Regions from separate parts of the Oryzias latipes genome. Here region 1 is linked to region 2. A link is a contact called in public Hi-C data. All regions are on one chromosome and are shown on one strand. The core of a region is the stretch at or near the end of the contact, and the rest is flanking DNA. Distances in the headings are between cores, read along the strand shown. Region 1 holds the start of LOC101155457 (carbohydrate sulfotransferase 3). Region 2 holds the start of cuedc2 (CUE domain-containing protein 2).

Region 1 (6,574 bases), core at 543-3,042, 180 kb before region 2:
ATTTCTTATCATCTAATGCTGTAAACCAAACAAAAGAGAAAGTATGAAAATAAGATTTGATGTTTATTCATGTGTTTAATTTTCACTTGCTTTTTTTTCAGAACATTGCATGAGTAGTTGGAAACGGGATAGAATGATTTAATAATTAAAAATGTCATATACCACCTATAAAAAAAGACAATGTTAGAGCAAGGTTTTTTCAAATACACATTTACATTAAATTAAAAAAGGCTTAATCATGAAAAATAGATTTTTATATAAAATTGGTTAATAAAGTAGTCAAGCAAAACATTTTTGACAAACTATACAGACGTTAAAAAAAAGCCGAACGTAGAAAAGAATTGAAGAATTGAAGGTGTGTTTAAGATGCAGCAAACCAAATTTGTGGTGCAATTTTGAAATGGATGCTCTTTTAAGCCCATTGAAGCACTGCTGTCTTTCAATTCTAAAACTGGACCAAGCAGTGATAACAGGGATATATATGTGTTCTGTTTGAAAGCAGATGCGTTCAACTCCTGCAACACAAAATTAAGCTTCCATTCAGTGGATCAGAAATAACCACATTTCCAAAAACCTTAGACTGCTGCATTAAATAGAGCTGTTGGGAAAGGGGTGCAAAGAACTAGAAACTAAAGTGGTCTATTAACTTAAAGTGAATACTTTTGAAAAAAATTTCATTGCATCAAGAGTATGGAAGCATTTGTGAAGTACAATTAAAAATAAAAGTCAAAACCAGAAATGCTTTTTCATTTTCAAAATGAAGCTTCATTTTTTGACTCAAAATTAAATGAAAAAGCAATCCTTCAAAATGCTTTTTCCTTTTCTACTTCAACGTAGCTTATTCTGTCAATTAATTCAAATTATAAGGAAAATTTAGAAAAAATATAGGAAATGCAATCCCCTCTCTGCATTTTCGTTTTAATTACGACACAGAATAAGCGGTTTTTAAGTAGAAAATGAAAAAAACATTTTGAAGTATTGATTTTTAATTTTATTTTTGAGTAATTTGATGCAGTTCTTCTTTCTCCTCCCATCAGGGGTTGCCACAGCAAACAAATCGCATGGTAAACTTGGCAATGTTTTACGCCCGATGCCCTTCCTGATGCAACCTTTTCAAAGCAACCGGGCTTGGGACCAGCACAGAGGTACAGAAGGGAACAGGGAGCAGCCCGGATTTGAACCCTGGTTTCACGGAAGGAAGGCGCTGCAAACCAGCACGAGCTAAACCGGTTCCCAGTCATTTGATGTAGTTACATTGTGAAAATGAAAAAAGCATTTCTGTAAATCCTTTTTAATTGTCAAATTACACATTTCTAAATGAATTTTGCTATACATTTACTTGAGAAAAAAATGAAATGTCAAATACCCTTTTCTGCATCATTACAATTAAATGATAGAATAAAAAAAAATGCAGCTTCATTTTGAAAATGAAAAAGCATTTCTGGTTCTAGGCTGCACGGTGGCATAGTGGTTAGCACTCTTGCCTCACAGCAAGAAGTGCCCCTGGTTCAAGTCCCAGCTGGGGGACCTGGAAACAGAACAACAATGGGGGACCTTTCTGTGTGGAGTTTGCATGTTCTCCCCGTGCATGTGTGGGTCTTCTCCGGAGACTCCGGCTTCCTCCCACTGTCCAGAAACATGCTTCATAGATTACTTGGTCACTCCAAATTGTCCATAGGTGTGAATGTGTGTGTTGTGATATGTGTGACCCTGCGACAGACTGGCGCCTGTCCAGGGTGTCCCCTGCCTTCACCCATAAGTGGCCAGGATAGGCTCTGGCAGCCATGTGACCCCGAAAGGGACAAACAGAAGAAGATGAATGAATTTCTGGTTTTTACTTTCATTTATAATTATGCTTCACAAATGTTTGCATAGAAGAGACCTAAGATTAAAATCCAGAAATGCTTCCACCTTTTAGGACCGAACCAGCTTGTTTACACAGGTAAGTTTTACAAGTATGAAGGTTTACCATAGATAATGATATACAGATACTTCCATATCAGTCTGGTCCTCAGGTCTTTGCTGCCCTGTTGCACAAACTTTGTGTCTCTCCTGAACTGACCAAAGTGCACCTCTGGCATGTTGGTCCCAAACGAATCACCTCAGACTCTGGAGCTCAGGGAAAGGCCTCCTGGTGTTCAGTCAGAACTCAACATGGTTAAGTATTGTTTCAATTTAATGCTTCCAAAATCTGTTTCCTCCCCCCAATTTTTTGAAAGCAAGCTTTTAATCCAGACTAAAACCGATTTGTCCTCCTCAGATGACAGATGTCTCCTCTTTAAAAAAAAAGACTATCAATCACTGCTTTGAATTAGCTTTTTCTGTTTTTAATAAAATTATTGTTTTTGTTTGTTTTTTGGCTATAATTTATTTTATGCTCTATAAAGTGGTTTATTACTGGTGTGCTATTCAAAAGAAAACACTTTTCCTTTTCTGAGCTGCAATTTCTTAAAATATTATCAAACCCTCAGATTTTTTGGCTTATTATAAAACTATATAACAAAGCAGATTTTGATAACATGTAAAAAGAAGATCCAAAATGTGCAAGTACATTTTAATTCAATATATTTAATTAAAATGCACTTGCACAAAATGCACAAGACAATATAATAGATGAATACGTGAAAATATGCTTTTTCCCCCCAAGTGTTTTATTAACAGAGCAATGAATACATTTTTTTTAAATGGTCAGAAAGTTTTAATTTGGGTGAACATTAAACGAACAGTGAAGGAGTTTGAACTGAGGAGGTCTCTGTGTTCACTCTCAAGGATGCGGGGTCACGTGATTTGAGAAGCACAAGGCGTCCTTCAGAAAAGTGAGTGGGGGCTTGAATCATGGAAATAAGCAGCTCACTTTTACTGTTGGTTATTGGATACTGGTCATTTTCCACTGAAGAAAACTCCGCAGCCCAAACTTTTGGTTACTCTGCACTACACTTTGCGTCGGGCTCCGCTCCGGTTACATATAAGTAACTTTTCTCCTCGTGTTCGGGCTCTCAGATACCCCACGCCTCTTTGGCGGCTCAACGCCGCATCCGGCAGAGGAGAGGAACCCGCGGACACAATGAGGCAGTGTGTCCGTCCGCGCCTCGGAAAAGGCAGAAGGATGCGAGGAGAACTCACTTCTGCACGAATCTGGAACGCTTTGCTCCACTGCACCGAGAGAACCGAAGGTTTGTTGCATTTGCTACATCTTCACCTCTTCTTTTATTCTGACAGGAAGTGATGCACAGCGAGCGAAGCCGAAGGCGCTGCGCGGAGAGCTTACATCCAGCGCTCGTAACCATGGCTAGAAATGCGCAATTACGCGCAATTATTGATCTAAATCCGTTTTTTTAACCACAAATCCAATGTGCTAATTTGTTTTCATTGTGTTGTTATGATATAGAATAAATATGTTGGCAGAGCACATCAAAACGGTTTACACACAATTTTTAAATAAATACGGTTATTTAAGCGCACATAGATTCATTGAAGCCCCACACACATCAGTGGTCTTTTTACACATTGTTCAGTAGCTGGTTGTGGTTTGAATAGGTGCCCCTCCCCCTAAAAGATCGCATGGTGTTGAACAGAGGGGCCCCCACTGCTGTATCCTCAGTTAAATGAAGAAATCCAAATGCAAATAACAGCTAATTGTTTACACCTCCGCTGGAACAGCTTTCAGTGTGAATACAGCTCTCAACACCACGCTCCAGCGCTCTGAAGGCAGCCATTAATGCAATTTGCACTGAGATGATATTTGGAGTGATGTGTGTTTCTGCATGAGCAAAGAGTCAGATATGCAAAACGCTCCAGTGGTTCTTAAATATGGAAAAATGTTCATCTCAGGCGCGTCAGTGTGTCAGCTTGTCAGGTTGTGGCGTGTTAAACTTTGGTAATGAGGTGATTCTCAGAACTAACTACTAGAAGCAAAATATTTATTTATTTATGTGAATGAAAATGAGAACCAATGTGTGAATTTGAATGATTTCAGGCTAGACACAGTGTAAATAGGTGTCGGAAGACTGAAGAAATATGAATATCTTTTCTCCTCATGTGGAAAAATGTTTACTTTCTTAAAAAAAAATGTCTTGTTCTGATTCCAGTGTCACTGAGGCTCAGGTTTCAACTGTCACAAATCCGTTAAACCTGGTCATCAGGAATGAATTTTGTCTGTTAGTCATTTACTTGAAGGGACTTGTTGCTGTTGAAGCCTTTTGCATTTAGAAATTGACTTTGGCTTGATGTCAATGGGGAATTTTGTGACTTCAGACTCAGTGCTTTGCTTGTTTTAAACACTGGCTCTATTTAAAAATGTTTGTAGAAAAATTCCTTTTACTCAAGTCTGACCTTTCTGTACATAAAAGACATATATCATTTTTATGCTTTACAATTTGAAAAACAAAAATATCTTAAAAACTCAATGCTGTTTTGTACATTCATTGTTTTTCTTTCCAGCAACACTGACCATTAAGTAGTTTTTAAAAATAAATTATAAAACAAAAAATGTGTTTTTATTTATTTTGAAATTGTATATTAAGTTTGAATTTTTTGTGTTTTGCTTAACTGCAGAATGAAGCTTTCAACTGTGTTTGGGAAGTTATGACTAATGCAAAGACTAGACGGTAGACCTTCGATGTGAAAGCCAGAAATTAAGAATGAAGTCCAAGTATGCCATCCTCTTCATCTGTGTTGTGGCCCTGGTTATCATTGAAAAGGAGAGCAGTATTTTGTCAAGGTAAGTGAATAAAGAACAGTGTAAAATGCAGAGCAAGAGATACCACAGTTGATTTTCAACACTGTTCAATATCTCACACCACATGGGGTCCACGATTCTTTGTTTCTAATTTAAACTTTCCCAGACAGAGTTTTCAAATCCATCCAAGCGCAATGTTTTGAATTACAAACATGTGTAGACTTTCTTTTGGTATTCAATGGATTCAAGGTGGTTGATGACATTTTTTTTAACGTTATTTTAATGTTCTTTTGTTGAGCAACTCCGTTTTGTCTCAGGCACTGATGTTAAACTGATTTGAAATAGTGTTGCAAGACAAGTCACAAAAAACGCTGAAAACAGGACTAACTTCCTCCTCTTGTACTGCCCTTCCGCCATTTGTCTGTAATGCTCCCTCGCCATGAATCACATGAATCCATCTCCTATAGTGCTTGTTAAAAGATAAAGCAAAAAGGAGAATACTTATAATATGTCAAATGGATTATATGATAAGCCAAACAGTCATACTTTGTGGTCATTCTAAAGGGTTTGTTTGTTTTCATTTAACTCTAGTGCTATCTTAGATGACCCCACCCTTACATTGACGTGTTCTCCCTACCATGACAAAGGTGGATAAAGGTGGAAAGATTTCATGTAATCCATGGACACCAGTGAAGATCACAAATCATTGAAGAAAAATGGTTCAGTGCACTGTCTAGTGGGTCTAGATGACCCAACTCCCAACGTTAAAGTGCCTAGAATAGCACAAGGGTTAAATATTAGGAAGCTTTTCAGTTGGTATATGTAAAGTTGAGCTAAATGCCAAACAAATGTTAGATCTGCTAAAGGTCATAAAGGAAGAGGAGCAATTCACTCTTAAAAATAACAAATAAATATTTATTAATATTAAATATTTCCACTTATGTTTCTTTAAATATTTTACTTTTCAATCTCTGTAGGCACGGCAAGTTTATTTGTGTAGCACATTTTTCTACAAAGAGAATTCATAGTGCTTTACCTAAAACGATAAAAGAAACAAACAAACAAAAAATTAAAGTTAAATAGCTCAAGTTAAAGCCCCACCCATCTTAATCATCTTTTGATCCATTGTAAAAGCAATCCCAGTGTTTTTTTTAAGTATGATTATACCATTTTTAGCCAAAATAAAATAAAACCGTCTCATTTTCAAGGACATTGTTTCTGCAGAGCAGCAGGAATTATTCAGAAACTCGCCACAGAGTTGTGAGCGAGACCATTTGCGCAGAAGTGAGCTCAGTTTCTTCATGATAAAGAGTCTTCTCCTTCAAAATGATGTCCTTATGTGGCAAAAGGTTTGCATACCAGCATACCACATCAGCAAGGCCAATGCAATGAATTGAGCCTAAGGGGGAAACATGAATGACACTTTGTCCCATGAGGACAAAAGGCAATTCCAGTTGGCAATATTTTTTAATATTTGATCATTATCAATCTTCTGGGGTAAACAATTTTAAACCTTTTTCTAGTTGTGTTATCTCAGACACAGTTTATGAACCCCTGTTAATTATTTTTCCCTGTTTTTTGGAGATCACTTCTGTTTCAACGGAAGAATTTTAGTGCTGATTGAATTCCCAGGTAAATATTAGCAGCTGTAACTGTTTAAACACCTTAAAATGTATAGCTTTATTTACCGTCAATATTTGGTATCGTTACAGATGCGGGAGAAGTCTAGTTTTATTATAAAGAGAATCATACTATTTCATTTAGAAATGCGATGGAAAATTAAGTTTATGGATAATTTTTGATGTGCTCTCTGCATCTCATAGGGTCTCTGATAAGCTGAGCCAGATGCACAATCCACACCAGACTCCAGAGACTCTTCAGGATTACAGCAACACG
Region 2 (6,047 bases), core at 2,237-4,736:
TCCCTCAGATCAATGGTAATGTGAGGGGGGGCCGCACAAGATGGATGCCAGGAGCAGGTTAACTTATCGACTCCTCAAAAGAGACACACAGACCAAGACAATGGAGACTGATCCATTTACTGAGGTGAACCTGAGCTTGTTGCCTTGGAACCGCTCTGTGTACTGAGTCTGTTTTCTGTCACTTTTTAGTGTTTTGGATGTGGAAACATTTCTGCTCATTTCTTTTTGCAACCAGGCATGCATTCTCTTGTCCTAACTAACACAGAACTGTTGTTATTTAGGGTCAGTGGGGTGACTAGCAGAGAAAAGTGCCAATAGGCTGCCTGGTGAACATTTCCTGGGACAGAACAGAAGGAGAAAGGGAGGAAAGAGAAGGGTGGGCGGGATGTGGATCATATCAACCTTTCCTCCCAACCTAACCCAGCAGATATCATGCTCAGGTTCTAAATCCCTCCTAGCTTGATAACCAGCATGTTAAAAATTCAAAGTGTAGTGGAAATATACAATCTTTTACTTTAGAATCAATCCGAGAAGAAAAAAGTGAAAAGACAACGAGCTGACGAGCTCACTAGACCTTTTAAAAATATAAGTTGTGATTATGAAGGAGGCTTACTAATGTCAAAGTTAAGATTTATCAAACTCCTCTTTGCATGAAGTTGCCCAGTAAATGCCACTTTTGTAACAGCTTTGAAAAGACATGTTTGAAGACTGTTTAATATTCTCTTTTACTATTTTTTTAACCAGTGATGGTGATTCCATCATTGCTGCACAGGTGAAAGTATCAAACAATGAGGCATCTCATTATAGTGAATGCAGTACCACTCATTTACTGAAAAAATACAACAAAAGCCACATAAGAAGTCAAGCTGGCTGCACAGCATATTAAACTGATTTTTGAACATATTGTCATAACCTGAACAATTCATTTAGCAGAAAATCTTTTTTTTTCTTTGTGGGTTAAATGAGAACTGTGAAACTTTTTTTTTCCCCTCTCAGCAAACCCCCAGTTCTCATTGTCTGTGTGAAAATGGAAATCTGTGCCACCAGTACAATATCCACATTATGTGTCCTGCCGGGACATTGTTGCATGACATGCTTGATCGTGCCGTGGTGCGCAGAAGCAAAAAAAAAGTATAAACATGCCAAGAGCTCGGATTAAACTCTGACTTTCACTGATAGTCTAATATAAAAAGATTTTAATGAATCATTATGAAACTCTTTTATTCACTTTTAAAAAGAAAGGCATTAATTATAAAGTCAATTTCCTTCAAGTGTTCTTTTCAATTTATCAAAATCAATTTAAAACTTTAATAAAGTGTGTTATTATAGAATATAAAATTATATTAAATGATTTTATATCTGTAAGCCACACATGTGCTAAACAATCTCGAAAACATGTATTTGCCAGAGAAATTAAACCTTTTTAGGTCAAGAAAAAATGTAGAGAAATGTAAAGGTTTTTTTTTAAACTACTTTAGTAAAGTTCGGCTTACTATAGTGCTAGATTAACCATGCAAAACTTCAAAAATACTATGTTAAAGGTAAGAAAAAATGTATTTTAACAGTAGTTGAAAGTTGTGAAGGCCCTACCTAATAACTCCACAAAAGAATATTTTTGCCTGTTCAAGCGTAAATGTCTCAAATCTTTATACTTTTCTGAAAAAAGGTAAAAGTTCCATTCCATACTTATTATATATGCTTGGTTTCCACCGATTTCAGTACATCAAATTTAAGCATAATATTTTCACAATTTCAATATCAGATACTTTTAAAATTGGGAAGAATATTTTGAAATATGATTTATTTTGATACTGATAATCAACTAGAAAATATACCAACATGACTGGTCGTCAACAAGGGCTGGACTTGTCACATAACTCAATGCTGCCACCTGGTGTCAATTTAGTTTTGCTTTAAAAATGACAGGTTGTGTTGACACAGACTATTCTCCAGAGATTATCACAAAAATAAATAAAAATTTTACAATTAAGAAATAAATTCTGCACTGTATTCATTGAGCCTTCAACTACTTTCTATTAGCAGCAGTAGCTATAAAAGATTTAATGGAACTCAAGTTAGTGACAAAAATATAAAAAATGTGTGGTGATGTAGCTTGCAGGTTATTAATTCAAACTAAACACAGACAGACAGAAAAAATATGCTTTTTGTTTCTGAAGAACATCCGCTGTTACCTCAACTCCACCGGTCTAGCCATGAGCTCAGAAGTTCAAAAAGAGTTCAGCCAAGTTGCGCTGTGTTCCCGCGTCTTTTATCTAGAACGTGTACTATATTTCCAGTTGAAATACTTCAGTCGGCAAGGGACACCACTATGTGACTAAGAAAACAATTGAAGGAGCATTAATGATTAACAGGTACATATCTGCTATAATACCGACACAGGCAGACGTAACTGAGAGCGGGTTCTGATGGCATCACTGATGCTGCCTCAGATAACACCTGGATCATCAACTATGCATGGATGTGGCAAAAGATGCAAGATAATGTCTAAGTGAGAGTAGACTTTTTACAAACCGAAGGTAGAAAGGAGCAGGGTAGAGGAAAAAAATTAAACTAAATAAATACATGAAAACGAGTTAAAGTGAGTGCAATCAATGCTTTTATTGCCTGCTACTGGTATGATTTATGTAAGGGGCTGCAGCGCCCCTTGTTGGTTCAAGGATGGAATTGCAAAGTTGTTGTTGTTTTTAAGAATTTTGAAATCATATGTGAAAAATATAATAATTAACAAGTTTATGAGCTGTACTTTAGCAATTTTTTTCAATATTTTTACACATGTAATATATTTTGTGGAATACGTTTTCATGTAATAAATGCATTTACTGCTTCCAAGATTTCCATTCTTGCCAGTGGCAGTGCATGAGCATAAATTAAATTTCAATAAGCTGAATTTTTTTCTTGTAGCAGACCTTGTAGTACAAAACATTTCCTGTAACATCTCATCTCACTGTGTGGAAAGTCTCTCTTTTTTTTAAAGCTCTCTGGTGAAACAAGCAAAACTTCTATTGTATATGTTTAGGATTTTCAGATTGTTATGTTATGTTATGTTTTGGAAACTCCACATTTAAGTTAACGGGCTGGGGTTTAATGAATAATACACAGACACTTTTGCTGTGGGCAGTTTAGTACAAGAGGCATTAAACTCTAAAATATGTTAAAACGCTATCATATTGTAGGAATATTTTAATATCAAGTTAATATAACAAAGTTAACATTAAAAACTATTAAATAATACTACATATAGGCTAATAGTGGCTTTTTCAGAACTGTGAAGTATCTTAATTTGAAATGGTTTGTCTGTCAATAATTTGCATAGGGCTGCAGGGCCTTTAAATATTCTTTATTTTCGAAGAAAAAAACACTAATATTTTTCCTAGTTTGTGTGTAAGCTTCTTATTGTCATGCTTGGGTTAGTATGATCAGAAATGCTGCAGTTTTATGGAAACACTCGTGTGTTCACACTAACCGGAAATGACGTACGAACGCTTTGAATAATGCGAGCTAATAACAAACATTAGCTAGCCTTAGTGACAACTGCACACATTCGCCTCTCCTCTTAAATTTGGGGGCTTGTTTCCAAGATTAATGAATACCTGACCTCTTTTGCGGTAAGTTTTTGCTATTGTGAGTCTTAATAGTGATGTTAATAACCACGGTAGCTGCTTTCTTTTAGCTTGCCTGTACAGCCTCAGCTGTTGTTAGCTAACTGCTACTAGTACTAACTGTGCAGTTCTTGCCTTTTTTGTTTGAATAATGTAATTTATTTGCTGGCATAAAAAAAAAACACTGCAACACTGAATAAAGCAAAATTTCAATTTTAAATACATACTGGTTGCATTAAAAAATTACTGGATAGTGATGCTAGAGAAATTACTTTAGTTCTGGGCTAACATTTTGCACCGAACCTAAAACTCTCAGTCAGTCAGTGCTTGGGGCTTAAAGTAAACAGATATATGTGTCTTGTGTTGTTGCGTTTAAGATGAGTTTACAATCCACATTACGCTTTCACAACTACCTTTTGGAATGTATATATAAAAAAAGCTTTTGTAACACCGCCTTTTAAGGTGTGATCTTACCTAACGTCTTGCTGGGATGACAGCTGACGGGATCGGTTATTTAAAGTTGGCAGTCGCCTCTGTCTGGTTCTTATTTCTGTTCATTTCCTCTGTGGCTCGACAGGAGAACGCAATGGACCTCCACAAAATCATCCACGGTGCGCTGCACGAATTTATCCAGACTTACATTCCTGATGCAGATATTAGGTGAGCCCTTGAACAACTCCACTTGTCTTAATGGTTCATCAAACTCTAACGCCCTGGACCACACTAAATTCACGTTAATATGTTTGTCAGAGAAAATCATATAAATTACACTGTACCTGATTTCCTTGTAACTGTTGTCCTTAAATCAGATTTTTATGCATAAAACTTAAAGGTCAAGTACAATAATTAGATATTTACAGTTTTAGGAAGTTCCGTTTGAAAGTTTTTTATTATTATTATGCCATATACCCCTTTAAATCATAGTTTAAAACCTGTGTAGCAGATGTACACATAAAATCATGTAAGAATAAATTCTGCCATCCATCCATTTGCCACTTTTTGGAGCCAGGTTAAAGAAGAGATGCCCGGATCTTTAGGACTTGGCCTGAGCAAATCCTAAATATTCCCAAATGCCCATAATACCTCCCCAAATAGGCATTCAGGTGGCTCTTAAAATATATGCCCAGTATTGCATTTCTGTTTTGTGACTAACTGGAGTTTAAAAAAAAAAACAAGATTGGGTTAATAATCATGTTTGTCCCCTGTGTGGCCCTTTGTTAGACTGGAACCGCTTTAGAGTTGGCCCCCAGTTGTCTATGTACTAACCCCATGTCATGATAAAATCTCTAACGCACTTAAAGGATCATTAAAAACAGGAAAAATATGTTGCCTTCAACAAACATCACTTTTTGTTAAAAAAAATTATATATATATATATATATATATATATATCCCTTGTGCTGTCCTAGGCATTTTAACATTGGGGGTAGGGTCATCTAGACCCACTAGACAGAGTACTGAACCTTTTTTCTTCAATGATTTGTGATCTTCACTGGTGTCCATGGATTACATGAAATCTTTCCACCTTTATCCACCTTTGTCATGGTAGGGAGAACACGCCAATGTAAGGGTGGGGTCTGCTAAGATAGCACAAGGGTTAAATATATATATATATATATATATATATATATATATATATATATATATATATATATATATATATATATATATATATACTCAAAATCCAAAACAATACTGCTAGATAATTGAGCTTTTATACTTTCATAGGCAAATATTGTTAGAGAAAAACAACTAACATGTTTCCTGCCATTATTGTAGCACACTGGATGATGTTCTTCTGTCTTACATCACTGGTGTCTTGGAGGACCTTGGCTCTCAGCAGAGTGTTGAAGAGAACTTTGATGTGGAGGTCTTTGCAGAAATGTTGGAAGCTTACATTCCTGGATTCGCTGAAATTGATAGGTAGACCCCGCCTGAAGCTTTTGGAACGAGGCCAGACTGTTACAGCACTGTCTCATTTTATAATACAAACTTTTTTGTCTTGTAGTGTCAAGGTTTGTGAAATGATGTTCAGTCTGGCTTCAAAACTTGCCACTGCTCGGACAACAGGTATTTCATGTCGTCTGTTATTTAGATTGAGGGTTGTCTGGTTTGTTTAAACTTTTTTTTATTTAGATGTTGAGCAATTTTTGCCAGATATTTTCCTTTTTGTGCTCTCCCCAGTTTCAGCTGAAGGAGAAAATGATCCCCCTAATACGAGGTCAGAGCAAACTTCCCAGAAACTCACCAGCCTGCACAGCGATCCTCCAGGACAAGAACTGCTGTGCCTTAAAACACAGACAGAGGGCGCCACTGCCAAGGTTGTCGTTTCAACTAACTTTTCTGATGTATTACAGTTTTCTCACCACATTGTCCTGCTGCTGACATTATTCGACTGACCTAATAAAGGACTATAAACAATTGTGT

What was found. Hi-C and Micro-C count contacts between places; a contact is called where the count stands out from the background.
Region 1: a Hi-C map of embryo shows a contact between it and region 2, with 3 times the contacts expected there. The contact joins the promoter of LOC101155457 here to the promoter of cuedc2 in region 2. A contact is called at or near these places in 4 of 5 Hi-C or Micro-C datasets (embryo, fibroblasts and gastrula embryo).

The regions. Positions count from the first base shown.
Region 1 is chr15:21,761,952-21,768,525 of ASM223467v1, reverse strand. LOC101155457 (carbohydrate sulfotransferase 3) reads left to right here and starts at 1,792. Exons shown (of 5, transcript XM_020709561.2): 1 at 1,792-2,157; 2 at 3,001-3,173; 3 at 4,555-4,720; 4 at 6,502-6,574. The coding sequence starts at 4,641.
Region 2 is chr15:21,588,629-21,594,675 of ASM223467v1, reverse strand. cuedc2 (CUE domain-containing protein 2) reads left to right here and starts at 3,486. Exons shown (of 9, transcript XM_023963040.1): 1 at 3,486-3,626; 2 at 4,198-4,280; 3 at 5,400-5,543; 4 at 5,629-5,690; 5 at 5,805-5,941. The coding sequence starts at 4,207.